Regions from separate parts of the Mus musculus genome. Here regions 1 and 2 are each linked to region 3. The links are chromatin contacts, called in public HiChIP or PLAC-seq maps. All regions are on one chromosome and are shown on one strand. Each heading gives the region's core, a stretch centred on a gene start, on an enhancer-like site or on the middle of the called end of the contact. The rest is flanking DNA. Distances are from core to core; before and after follow the strand shown. Region 1 overlaps Nars2 (asparaginyl-tRNA synthetase 2 (mitochondrial)(putative)). Region 2 overlaps Gab2 (growth factor receptor bound protein 2-associated protein 2). Region 3 holds the start of Gab2 (growth factor receptor bound protein 2-associated protein 2).

Region 1 (3,528 bases), core at 69-2,568, 40 kb before region 3:
GTAAGCAAACCCTCCCCGCCTTCGGTACATAGGTATCGGACTGAAGGTCTACACTGTTATAAGACTGTGTCACAGACTGCCATCTTGTCTTGAAATCCTAGAGCAATTTTGCCTAGAAACTTTTCTCTATTTGCAAATGAAAACTTACAAAGATAATTTAGCTCTACTATCCCTACTCCACAGTTGCACAGTGCATTCTCGTGTTCTGCCCCTCATCACTATACTCCATTCTAGACCGTGGTAAATCCTCTGCTTGAGCCTTTCCTTCTCTGTAAAGACTTGATTTAATTCGGGTTGCCCAGCCACTGGGAACCACCTCACAGCGTCTGTGTAGCAAGTGAAGAATTGGTAACATTATAGCAATGGTCTGTTTCCCCCCCTAAATGTAACTTTCTTGGTCTCCGCTGCACTCCCTCCTGATTGAGCCCTGTCTGCTGGTTTGCACTTTTAGATCAGCTACATTTTCTGCTTCTTTTTTGTTACCTGGATAGTTTCCTCTTTTGCCACCTACTGCAGCAGTTCCTGTTCAGCTCAGTCACCACTCAGTCTTATGTCATTAAGCCCAGGGACTTTCAGAAGTCTTTTTGATTTGATCTATCTGCAACTTTTTATTCTTACAACCCTCTTGTCCGTCAGCTTGTGGCGTCATGTCCTCTCAGTCATCTCTCTTTTCACTGGTCACTCTAATCTCTACAGATTTTTTTCTCCAAGTTTATCAGATGTTGGAACTCCTTAAGTCTAATCCTACATCTTCGCCTTGCCAGGTGACTTCACATGTTCCAATAGCTTATCATTTTTTCTAACATAACGGGAAATTCATTTTATATTTAGCTTCTCTTTAAAATTCTGGACTCATATCTTTATTATTATTTTTGTTATTTATTATTCATTTATTTATTGGAGGGCACACATGCATGCTGCTGTAAATGAGTAGTGTTCACTGTGTGGAACTCAGAGATCCACCTCAGGCCATCAGCCTTAGTGGTGAGCACCTTTATCCCCTGAGCCATGTCATCTGCTCTGGACTCTCTCTTACCGCCTCGGTGATTACTATGTTATGCTAAAGGCTTGTCACAGGCAGCAACCAGAACCAAGTGCATGACTTCTCGCTCCCCTCCCCAGCCATCTTCCATCTGTTCTCGTTCTTCCTTTCAGTAGGGTCTCACTATATAAGCCTGGCTAGCCTGAAACGCAGAGGAGAGCTCAGAGAGGCCCACCTGCCTGTGCCTCTACCTCAGCCCCCTTGGAACTTGGGTTAAAGGCGTGCATCATTGTGTTTGGCCATGAACTTGTAATAGTTTCTTTCATTGTGATTGTGGTAAGCCCACAGCTGAGTCATCTCTGAAATTTCTTTCTCACAGTGAAGTGCAAATCATTACTAGATTCTGACATTTTACATTCTGAAATGTATCTCAAATCCACTTGTTTATTTTCATTTCTGCTTTTATCTTTTAGATTAAGATCTCTTCTGTGTCTTGCCTTCATTTCCCTCTGGCCTCCTAACTGTTCTTCCTGTGCCTGCTCTTTCCTTCACAGTCTGTCTTCATTTTAGCATGAGCTTTTGGAAAATAGAAACTAAAGCTGGGTGTGATATCCCAATTCTATAATTCCATCACTTGAGAAGATGAGACGTTCAAGTTATCTTCATCTACATAGTTTGGGTCCAACTTGGACTAAATGAGACCCTATTTAATAAATAAATAAATAAATAAATAAATAAAATGTAAATCTGGTCATGTTAACCCCTTTCTTAAAACCAGTCAGTAGCCTCCTGCTGCTCCTGTTAAGCTAAGTATAACTGTCCCTGACTCTGAGGCTCTATTACATCCATCTGTGTCACCTCTCTGCCAGTTTGGACATCCTCCTACCTTGGGTTCCTGCATATGCTTTATTCTGAATAGTCTTCCACACCTACATAATTTTATTTATTCTCCAGATCATGTTTTTCTCATAAGAACTTTCTTCGACCATTATAATTAGTCATAAGAGCATCTTTACATGCTGTTCAGCGTCAGACCCAGAGCTGCTCACTTGTTAAGATTTAATGTAACTTTTTACTCATTATTTGAGAATTTCCTATTCGTATGTAATATATATATATATATATATTTCTAGAGGCCACACTTCTAGAGAAAAAAGTCTGACTCTTCCCCCAGCAACCACCAGTTGCCAGTTGTGCCTCAGGGAGGGGTGTGGCCTCAGGAGCCCCTCCTCCTTCTGTTGGAATGCTGGCTGCCTCAGGGAGGGGTATGGCCTCAAGAACCCCTCCTCCTCCTTCTGTTGGAATGCTGGCTGTCTTGGTCTTGTGCAGGTGACCACAGCTGCTCTGAGTTTATAAGTACCATGGCCCTGTCATAGCCAGAGGACAGTATATCACAGCAGTCTACCCTCAAACCTATACTTCCCACCATCCTCATCCATGATGGTAAATGAGTGTGAGATACATGTCTTCTTTGGGGCTGAGCAATCCACAGATACCTGTTCTCTGCACTTTGACCAGTGCTGAGTCTCTGTATTAAGCACTGTCCACTGCAAAAAGAAGCTCCTCTGGTGAGGTCTGAGCCCTGCACTTCTCTATGGGTGTAAAGCTTAATGTTTAAAAGACAGTTTTATCCTTTTACATAGTAAGTAGTAGGAGGTTCTCTTCTAGGGTTTATTATCTTCATAACTACAGGTTCTTGGCCATGAGCCCTAAATCCAGTGAGCAAGTGATTGGTTACCCCCAAAATTCATACCACTGTTTAACACATGATTTTTTACTGACACATGTCACTACTTAATGACTTTTCTTGACCTATAGATCTATTTTTTACTTATCGATACAGCCTCAGTGCCTAGCATAAAGCCAAGGACATGGCAAGTATCTAATAATCTATTTTGTGTAGGGACAGGTGATTGGATGGATACAAACCATCAAAGCTTTAGACACAGGGTGAGCACAAATGCGTAGTAACTTGATTTGTTAAGGAAAGTGGGGCCAGGCTGGCTAGGAATTTTTACTATAAATTTCTTGAGGAGTGGCAGGAATATAAAAGAAAATATAATGACCCAGAGTTACATACTCTTGGCTTCAAGTTACAGATCTGTGTGTTATACATTATGTGGTTGAGTTAGTGTGGTGGTACATACTTTTAATCCCAGCACTAGAGAGACAGAGGTAGGCAGATATCTATATCTTCAAGGCCAGCATGATCTACATAGTGAGTTCCAGGTTAGCCAAGGGCAACATAGTGAGACACTGTCTCAACAAGACAGACATCAGCAATAAAAATAAACTATGTGATTGATCTTAGGCAAGACACTGAATCCCTCTGAATTTTAATTTAAACAATACATGCTTGTGATCACTCTTGGTTCCTAGAAGTTGGACTGACTCAGCTGGGAAAGTTTTAGGTGGGACTGAGACTATCTAGGCCTGAGGATTGGTAATGTGTGAAAACTGAGAATTACTGTTTGGAGTAGCAGGAAGTTCATGAGTATGGCATGGCGTTGTCTCTCTTCCATTTTAACTTGTGATAGCTTTGTTGT
Region 2 (3,380 bases), core at 16-2,515, 55 kb after region 3:
AGGCTGGCCTCGTACTCAAAGAGATCTACCTGCCTCTGTGTCTGAAGTGCTAGAAGCAAAGTCATGCACCACCACCCCTGGTTTGCTGTGTCAATTTTTAAAAAATGAAATTGATTTAAAAAGTAGCATGCAGGGTACTAGAGAGATGACTCAGTGGTTAAGAACACTGGCTGCTCCTCAAGGGACCTGGGTTCAATTCCCAGCACCCAAATGGCATGTCACAACTGTAACACCAGTTTCAGGGGATCCATCACTCTCACACAAACACATGCAAGGGTAAAACGCCAATGCATGTGAAATAAATATTTTTAAGTGGCATGCATTGTATCCAAAAAGAGCATTCATAAAACTTTGAAATTCAAGCTGGACTTAGTGGTGCATGTCTTTAATCCCAAAAATTGGTAGGCAGAGGCAGGTGGATCTCTGTGATTTCAAAACCAGTTTGATCTACATAGTTCCAGAACAGCAAGGGCTCCATAGAGAGACCATGTTTCAAACAAACAAACAAACTTATAAACTCTAAAGTTCAATGCATTTCTAAGTATTATACTACAATTTAAATAGCATTTGATTAGTTTGCAGTCAATAGCCCTTGAACTAGACAGGGATGGTATTAGAATAAGAGAGTTCTAGGATTAAAAATTTTAATGAGCAATGTAGAAAAAAATGCTAGAGTATAGGTTGTGTTTTATGTCAAAACCTTTTGACTGAACAATTACATTTTTTTCTCTGCCTTATGTTCTTCTTTCCCATCACCCTGCATCTCGTGGACTTTACCCATTTGCTTCTCAGGGCTAACTTAAAGGCAATTTCCTTAACACCTCCCTGGTTCTGGTATCAATGGTGCATATTAAGTACATCATATACTTTAGAACTTTTCCTTTAACCATTCAGATTCATTCTTTGGGCATCTACCTTCTCTGTTAATAGGTTGTGTTATCTGGCTTTTGGCTTTTTTGTGTTTGTGGGGTTTTGGTTATTTTTTTCTACTTAAAAAAATTCTGTTTTACTTCTAGATTACAAGCTTCTGGAATGCAAACACCTTTATTTATCTGTATATTCTCAGTGCTTTATATCTAGTACAGGATAGGTGCTTCAGGAATTTTAGCATAAATATCTTTAAGAAAAATACATAGCGGATTAGTCAATAAAACACTTAATGAACACTCACTGTCTGTCTGAATTGTGGCTGGTGTGACGATGGGTACTGCTATGTTTAGGAAAGCACTGTCATCTTCTGAGAATATTAAGAAGTGGAAGCATAAGCTCACAGGATTGCTGACAGAGACATAATGTTCACGTGTAGCTGCCTGCTTGTTTATGCAGCTAATGTGTAAGTTCCCCTTTCTGTTTTTGAATATTAGTCTTCAGAACCAGACAGGAAGCATGTCTTTCCATTTCAATTAATTTTCTCAGGAATTAGGCACCCATCTTTTTTTCTGATATAATGACCAAGCAGATATAAAAAAAGGTTAACTGGAGGGCAAAAGAGATGTCTCACCCTTTTTATTAGTAGTAAGAGGTTTCTTAATAACTCCCTTAACAGTAATGTGGTTGTTGGTATCTACTTGCAGAGACAGCAGTTATTGCTATAATATATTCTGTGGCTGTGCTTTTTAAGTACACATTCTTTTAGAATAATATATCTGCCTTGGCTGTGCTTTTTAAGTACACATTCTTTTAGAATAATATATCTGCCTGATCTTTGAACCTTCTATCTATGAAAGTAAATCTCGTTACCTTTAGCATTAACATCTAATTTGCTGACTATTCACATAGATATAACAGCATTTCTCTAGAGAAATATATCACATAAAGTTTTTTCATTTCTTGGCTTTCAACATTTCTGGATTTTTAAATTTAGTGGTACCTTTTGAAAACAGTTTGCTAGTTACAAAGTATTGTTTTTATTTAGTCTGAGGCTCTCTTTGAATTTGTAGATTCACCTAATTCATACTTTTGTGGTTAAAACAGTAAGGTAATTGACTCTTAACTGGTGAGCCTGATTTGTATTTGTTATGATTATGAAACTATTTAGACTTACCAGAACCATCTACTGTTATAGCTTCTATTGTACTAAATTTTCTATTTCCTCTCTTAATCTTTGGACTGAATATTCTGCCTTTTCTCACTTTGTTTTTGCCCCTCTACTAATTTGGACATTGCGTTTTATGTACTTTATTAGTTTTCCTAGATGTTTTATTATACATGTTTGTTATGGTTTGAAAGCCTATTTCAAAGATTTCACTTTTTATGGGTTTCCTGGTCTCATTGATAGTAGGCATTTTTATGAGATAAATATTTTATAACAGGAATTATGAAATATTGTGTGATTTTTTTAAACATGGTTTATAATTTGTTTACTTATAGGATTTACATATTGTGTGTATTTGTGTGTACATGTCATTATACAAGATTTGTAAATTTTTATAATTACTATACTGAGCCTTTTAATAGTTCTGGATATCAGATATATAAGAAATGTTTTCCCAATTAGTGCTTATAAAAGAAATGTGCCATACACTATTCTGTATGTCTCTTTCCTTCCCTTCCTCCCTCCTTTTTGCTCCTTTCCTTTCTTTCTCTCTTTTCTCTCCTGTGTTACCCACCAGGCCTAGAACTCTCAGTCCTCCTATCTTAGGTCCCAAATCACAGTTATGAGCCAGCATTTCTAGCTCTGCCTAGTCTCTCTTAGTTTTCAATGCATTTAAATTTAAATACTACTTCAAATCTTTTACCCATGGATTTGAGATTCTACCTCTATCATAAGTATTTGATGTATTTCTAATCATTGTTAGAGTTCTTAAAAATTAAATTCCATTGGTTGATTTATGTATATGGAAATCTACTTTGTTTTTTATTAATAAGACTTTGTAGTGTATTCTTACCATATGTTTGCAGTGGTCTTCCTTTACTAATGTTTTTATTTATTTTTTATATGAACTTTAAAATTGCCTTCTAATTTTAATATGTAGAAAATGAATATATTCTCTTAGGGAGTATATTAGTTATTTTCTTTTGTTGTGATAAAACAGCATGATTGAGGTAACATGTAGGAGAAAGAGTTTATTTGGGGTTACAGTTCCAGAGGACTAGAGTCCATGATAGCAGAGCAGACACAACAGTAGGCTGCAGGCATGGCAACTGAAGAAGAAGCTGAGGGCTAACATCTTGAACCAAAAGCATAAAGCAGAGGGAGCTAACTCAAAATGGCAGGAGTTCTTAAAAACTCAAAACCCACCTGCAATGACATATTTTCTCAAACAAGGCCATACTTTTACCTCCCAAATAGTTCAATTAATTAGGGATCAAGTATTCATATGTCTGAGAGTATGAGCAGCATGTATCATTCAAACCACCACAGAGAAAATGAGTACCTT
Region 3 (3,589 bases), core at 374-2,873:
ACTCTGGATACTTGAAGGTCAGTGGAATGGGTCAAAGGTCCCTTCATCTCTCAGAGTGACTAGAATTGCTAAGCACAGGTAGGAATCAGCTTTTATAATTGAAATGGTTAAAGATTCCCCAATCCAAACAAAATCTGTTAGACTAAAAGATGTCCAACTATCTAAAATAACTAGCTTTGGTGCACCCAGAGAGAAGACTAAAATAATCCAGAAAACAAAGGTTATGCTGAGGCATTGCAAGATGCTGCCTCTCCGGTTCATGCATCAACCACACAACTCCCTGTTGATAAAGTGGGTTACTAAGCAACTTCATGAGAAACTAGAAGGGAACCTACCTTTTAAATGCTGTTTGGAAAGGTACTTTGTGAGTTAAAAAAAGAACTCTTACCAAAGGTTTTGGTTTTGCTTTTCTTTTTCCTCCACTTTCCCCCTGGAGCACTGGTGTTGGGTGTTTGCTTCCTGGTCCTTTATCTCAACCCTCTCAGCACAAGCCAGTGAGAAAAAGATCTCTATATTCACATTTATATAGGAGAGATCTCTTATAAAGTCAATGAGTGGAAACTCTGGACATTTTTATCACAATTTCTTGTTCTTTTATACCTCCTTGTTTTCCAATTCATTGTGTTCTGCAAAACTTACAGTTTCCTTTTACTGGATTCAGTTTTCCCAGAGGCACTATGGGAGAGCGCCAGCTGGACTTTGTTTCTCAGCAATAAGATCTAGTCCCGTCCAGTCCCCCCACACCCCCCCCCCAAGCACCCTTTGATCTACAGACATTACTGCAGTAATGTCACTCTGGGAAAAAAAAAAAAAAACAGGAGAGAAGATTCCCCTCCCCTCCTCCCAAAACACCTGGATTAGAAAGGCCTGCATTGTGTCAGCTGTGTGGCTTCAGGCTATCTGTAAAATGGGTATAATTATGACCTATCCAATTTGTAAGGCAGTGAAGATAATCGCTGTGGAAGGTGAATGCAGTAAGCTCCCAGCACACAGTATGTCTGTTTGCTGCTTCTCTGGCCTAGAGATGTGAGAGTTAACTTACAGTGAAGCAGGACTCATTTCAGCCAGAATCGGACTTACTGAAACCTGAAACTGTGGGAATGGACAGGAAACCGGAGCAGTCCTTGGATCTCTGTCCTACTCTTCCACGACGCTGGGGAAGAGGGGTTGAGCATAGGCTCAACGTTCGACCTAGGGTGGATAGCCTCTGGCCTTCCCTCACCCTAGCACCGGCACCACCCAGAGGTCTTCACGACCCCGCCTGCAGCTCCAGGCTTAGAGGGGGGAAAAAACCAACAACAGCCACCAAGACCCTGAGGACGCAGCTGCTGGCGACAGCTCGTCTCACGGCCTCCGGGCCTGTGGGGTCCAGGCTAACTGGCCTCTGCGCCGGCTGCCCTCGGGGACCTCGCGGGGCTGTGGGCGTGGCGAGCGCCCGCCTGCTGAGGCGCCCTGGTGGGGCTGTGTGTGTGTGTGTGTGCGCGCGCGCGCGCGCGGCCGGAGGGCGGGGGGGGGGGGTGGAACTCGAGCGCGCGCAGGCAGCCGGGCCCGCGCGCCTCACTGCCTCGTCCTCGCCCCGGGGCTGCCGGGCCCCTCCCCTCCCCCGCGAGCCGCGCACCGGCAGCCGGCTGACCCAGCAGCCCGCGCCCGCGCCCTTGTCCGCGCGAGCCGGCGGCGGGCTCCAGTTTAGCCGGCGACATGAGCGGCGGCGGCGGCGACGACGTGGTGTGTACCGGCTGGCTGAGGAAATCGCCTCCCGAGAAGAAGTTGAGGCGCTATGTGAGTGAGGCGAGCGGGCGAGCGGGCGCGGCCCGGCGGGAGGGCGGCCGGGGGCTGTCCCGCGGCCTCGGAGATGGGGGCGCTGAGAGAGGCCGGGCGCGGCGAGCCGGGGCCCCGCGGCCTCCGAGGGCGAGAGCGGCGGGCGCGAGTGGGGCGCCTCACACCTGTCACAGGTGCGCCGCCGAGGGGCGGGGCGCAGGTCGGGGCTGCGGCTGCCGCCTGCCTCCCCGAGAACTCCTCGCTCGCCGAGCCGAAGTTTGGAGCGATTGTTCCGGGCGACCGGGAGAGTAAAACGCCCGGGGCCGAAGGAGCCGAGTCGCCCCGATCGGGAGGGTAGGCTGAGGGGCCGCGCGGCCCCGGGCCCACAAAGGGCGAGGCGCCGGCGCCCCTCTCCCGGTCCCTTTCTCTGTCCGCCCCTCCCCGGTGGCCGCCTTGCTTCCTTCCAGTCTGCGGCCACTACATCACGGGCAGCGTCAGCGGCATGTGCAGCGCTTGTATTAAGTGACTCATTTGTTTGTCCCCCTTCTTTCCCATTATTCCGAATGTTTCTCACATACCCCCCCCCCCCACACACACACACCGCGGTCCTCCGCCCCACGGGGTGACACTGCAGTTTGGTCCTCAATAACTGGCCAGAGTTTTGTGTCGTCTGGTGTCTGGGGTCTGAAGATGTGGCTCTGAATTGCTAGGTGGTGCGAGCTGGCTGTGTGTAGTGAAATTGGTGGGACGGGCCGTCCCCTCTACGTGAGAAACTGGCAGTTGGGGTCGGGGCACCCACTTCTTGTCTACCGAGCTCAGAGAACAAAATGGTGCCAGGATCCGAGATTGGGGTAGTCTGAGGAGTTTAGAAACGGAAAGTCCGTTAAAGGAGTGCAGGTCCTCCCATCTTCTCGCTCTCCACTTGCCAAGAATCGTCCTTGTTCTGCTGCCTGGGAGTGCTGGACTCTGAGAAATCACTCCCACAGCCTGGAAGTGAGCGGTCGCTTCCAGCTGCAGTGCATCAAGGGAGCTCCCAACAGACCCTGCCCTCTGTCAGCTGCACTAGTGGCTGGCCATGGGGGACAGAAGCTTACCAGAGTTTCCTGTCTCTACTCCCCAGATCAGAATCAAGGGACTTCTGGCCTCTGGACTGAGGAAGTGACATTCTGTTTTTCAAAGGAAGTGTTGTTGGGGAGTGCAAGTGTGTCAATGAAACCAGGCTCTGACTTAGGTCACTTGCTTGCTGGGAAGAGGGGGCAGGGGGAAGGGCAGGGAATCTAAGGATTTAGTGCATGCCTTTTGAAAATGGACAGAGATTTGGCATACAGTAATATAGTAGGGGTGTTTAAGCTTGAAAGCTCATTTGGGGGGGGGAGTTGATATGAGTAAAATATTTTAATTACTAGGAGCTTTTTCTTTTGTTTTGTTCTGTTGCCTGTTGCTGTAGCCTAGGCTTGAACTGCCAGCACTTACACTTGGGAAACAAGAGACAGGAGGATCAGAGGTTCAAAACCAGCCTAGCTTGCTACTTGAGACCCTGTCTCTCATTTGCATACCAAACAACACACACACACACACACACACACACACACACGCACGCACGCACGCGCGTGCCCATCATGGATGCACACAACTTCAAGATGGCTTAATGGGTAAAAGCAGTGTCCCTTAAGCCTGTTGACTTATGTTTGATCCTCTGGAACCCATATAAAGATGGAAGAAGAGTTCTGACCTACACACTCACGCTGTGGTGTCGCGTACACTCACACAGTCTCTCATATACACAATAATAGTTAAGAAAATTGTGTGGGGTGACTTTGTCGGGATTGGG

What was found. HiChIP or PLAC-seq counts read pairs in DNA pulled down with a chosen protein or histone mark.
Region 1: a contact with region 3 is called in an H3K27ac HiChIP or PLAC-seq map of bone marrow-derived dendritic cells, with 1.8 times the contacts expected there. The contact joins the enhancer-like site here to the promoter of Gab2 in region 3. A contact is called at or near these places in 1 of 15 datasets of contacts at CTCF or cohesin (CD8 T cells), 6 of 484 Hi-C or Micro-C datasets (bone marrow-derived dendritic cells, bone marrow-derived macrophages, peritoneal macrophages and 1 more), 5 of 115 datasets of contacts at active chromatin or transcription factors (CD8 T cells, bone marrow-derived dendritic cells, bone marrow-derived macrophages and 1 more) and 2 of 9 other capture datasets (adipose tissue and pancreatic islet).
Region 2: an H3K4me3 HiChIP or PLAC-seq map of bone marrow-derived macrophages shows a contact between it and region 3, with 2.7 times the contacts expected there. The contact joins the enhancer-like site here to the promoter of Gab2 in region 3. A contact is called at or near these places in 3 of 484 Hi-C or Micro-C datasets (bone marrow-derived macrophages, macrophages and myocytes), 8 of 115 datasets of contacts at active chromatin or transcription factors (the HPC-7 cell line, bone marrow-derived macrophages, embryonic stem cells and 4 more) and 2 of 9 other capture datasets (adipose tissue and liver).

Annotation. Positions count from the first base shown.
Region 1 is chr7:97,040,928-97,044,455 of GRCm38.p6, forward strand. The region is part of intron 11 of Nars2 (asparaginyl-tRNA synthetase 2 (mitochondrial)(putative)); the gene reads left to right. Among named protein-coding and RNA genes, the nearest start is that of Gab2, 39 kb to the right of the region's middle. Within about 2 kb of position 1,319, at least 12 of the 459 cell types and tissues checked have an H3K27ac peak or open chromatin away from gene starts, as enhancers often do. A contact at or near this core is called in bone marrow-derived dendritic cells, where this site is marked.
Region 2 is chr7:97,135,321-97,138,700 of GRCm38.p6, forward strand. All of the region lies in intron 1 of Gab2 (growth factor receptor bound protein 2-associated protein 2), which reads left to right. Among named protein-coding and RNA genes, the nearest start is that of Gab2, 55 kb to the left of the region's middle. Within about 2 kb of position 1,266, at least 28 of the 459 cell types and tissues checked have an H3K27ac peak or open chromatin away from gene starts, as enhancers often do. A contact at or near this core is called in the HPC-7 cell line, adipose tissue and bone marrow-derived macrophages, where this site is marked.
Region 3 is chr7:97,080,128-97,083,716 of GRCm38.p6, forward strand. It overlaps Gab2 (growth factor receptor bound protein 2-associated protein 2), which reads left to right and starts at 1,624. Exons shown (of 10, transcript NM_010248.2): 1 at 1,624-1,779. The coding sequence starts at 1,699.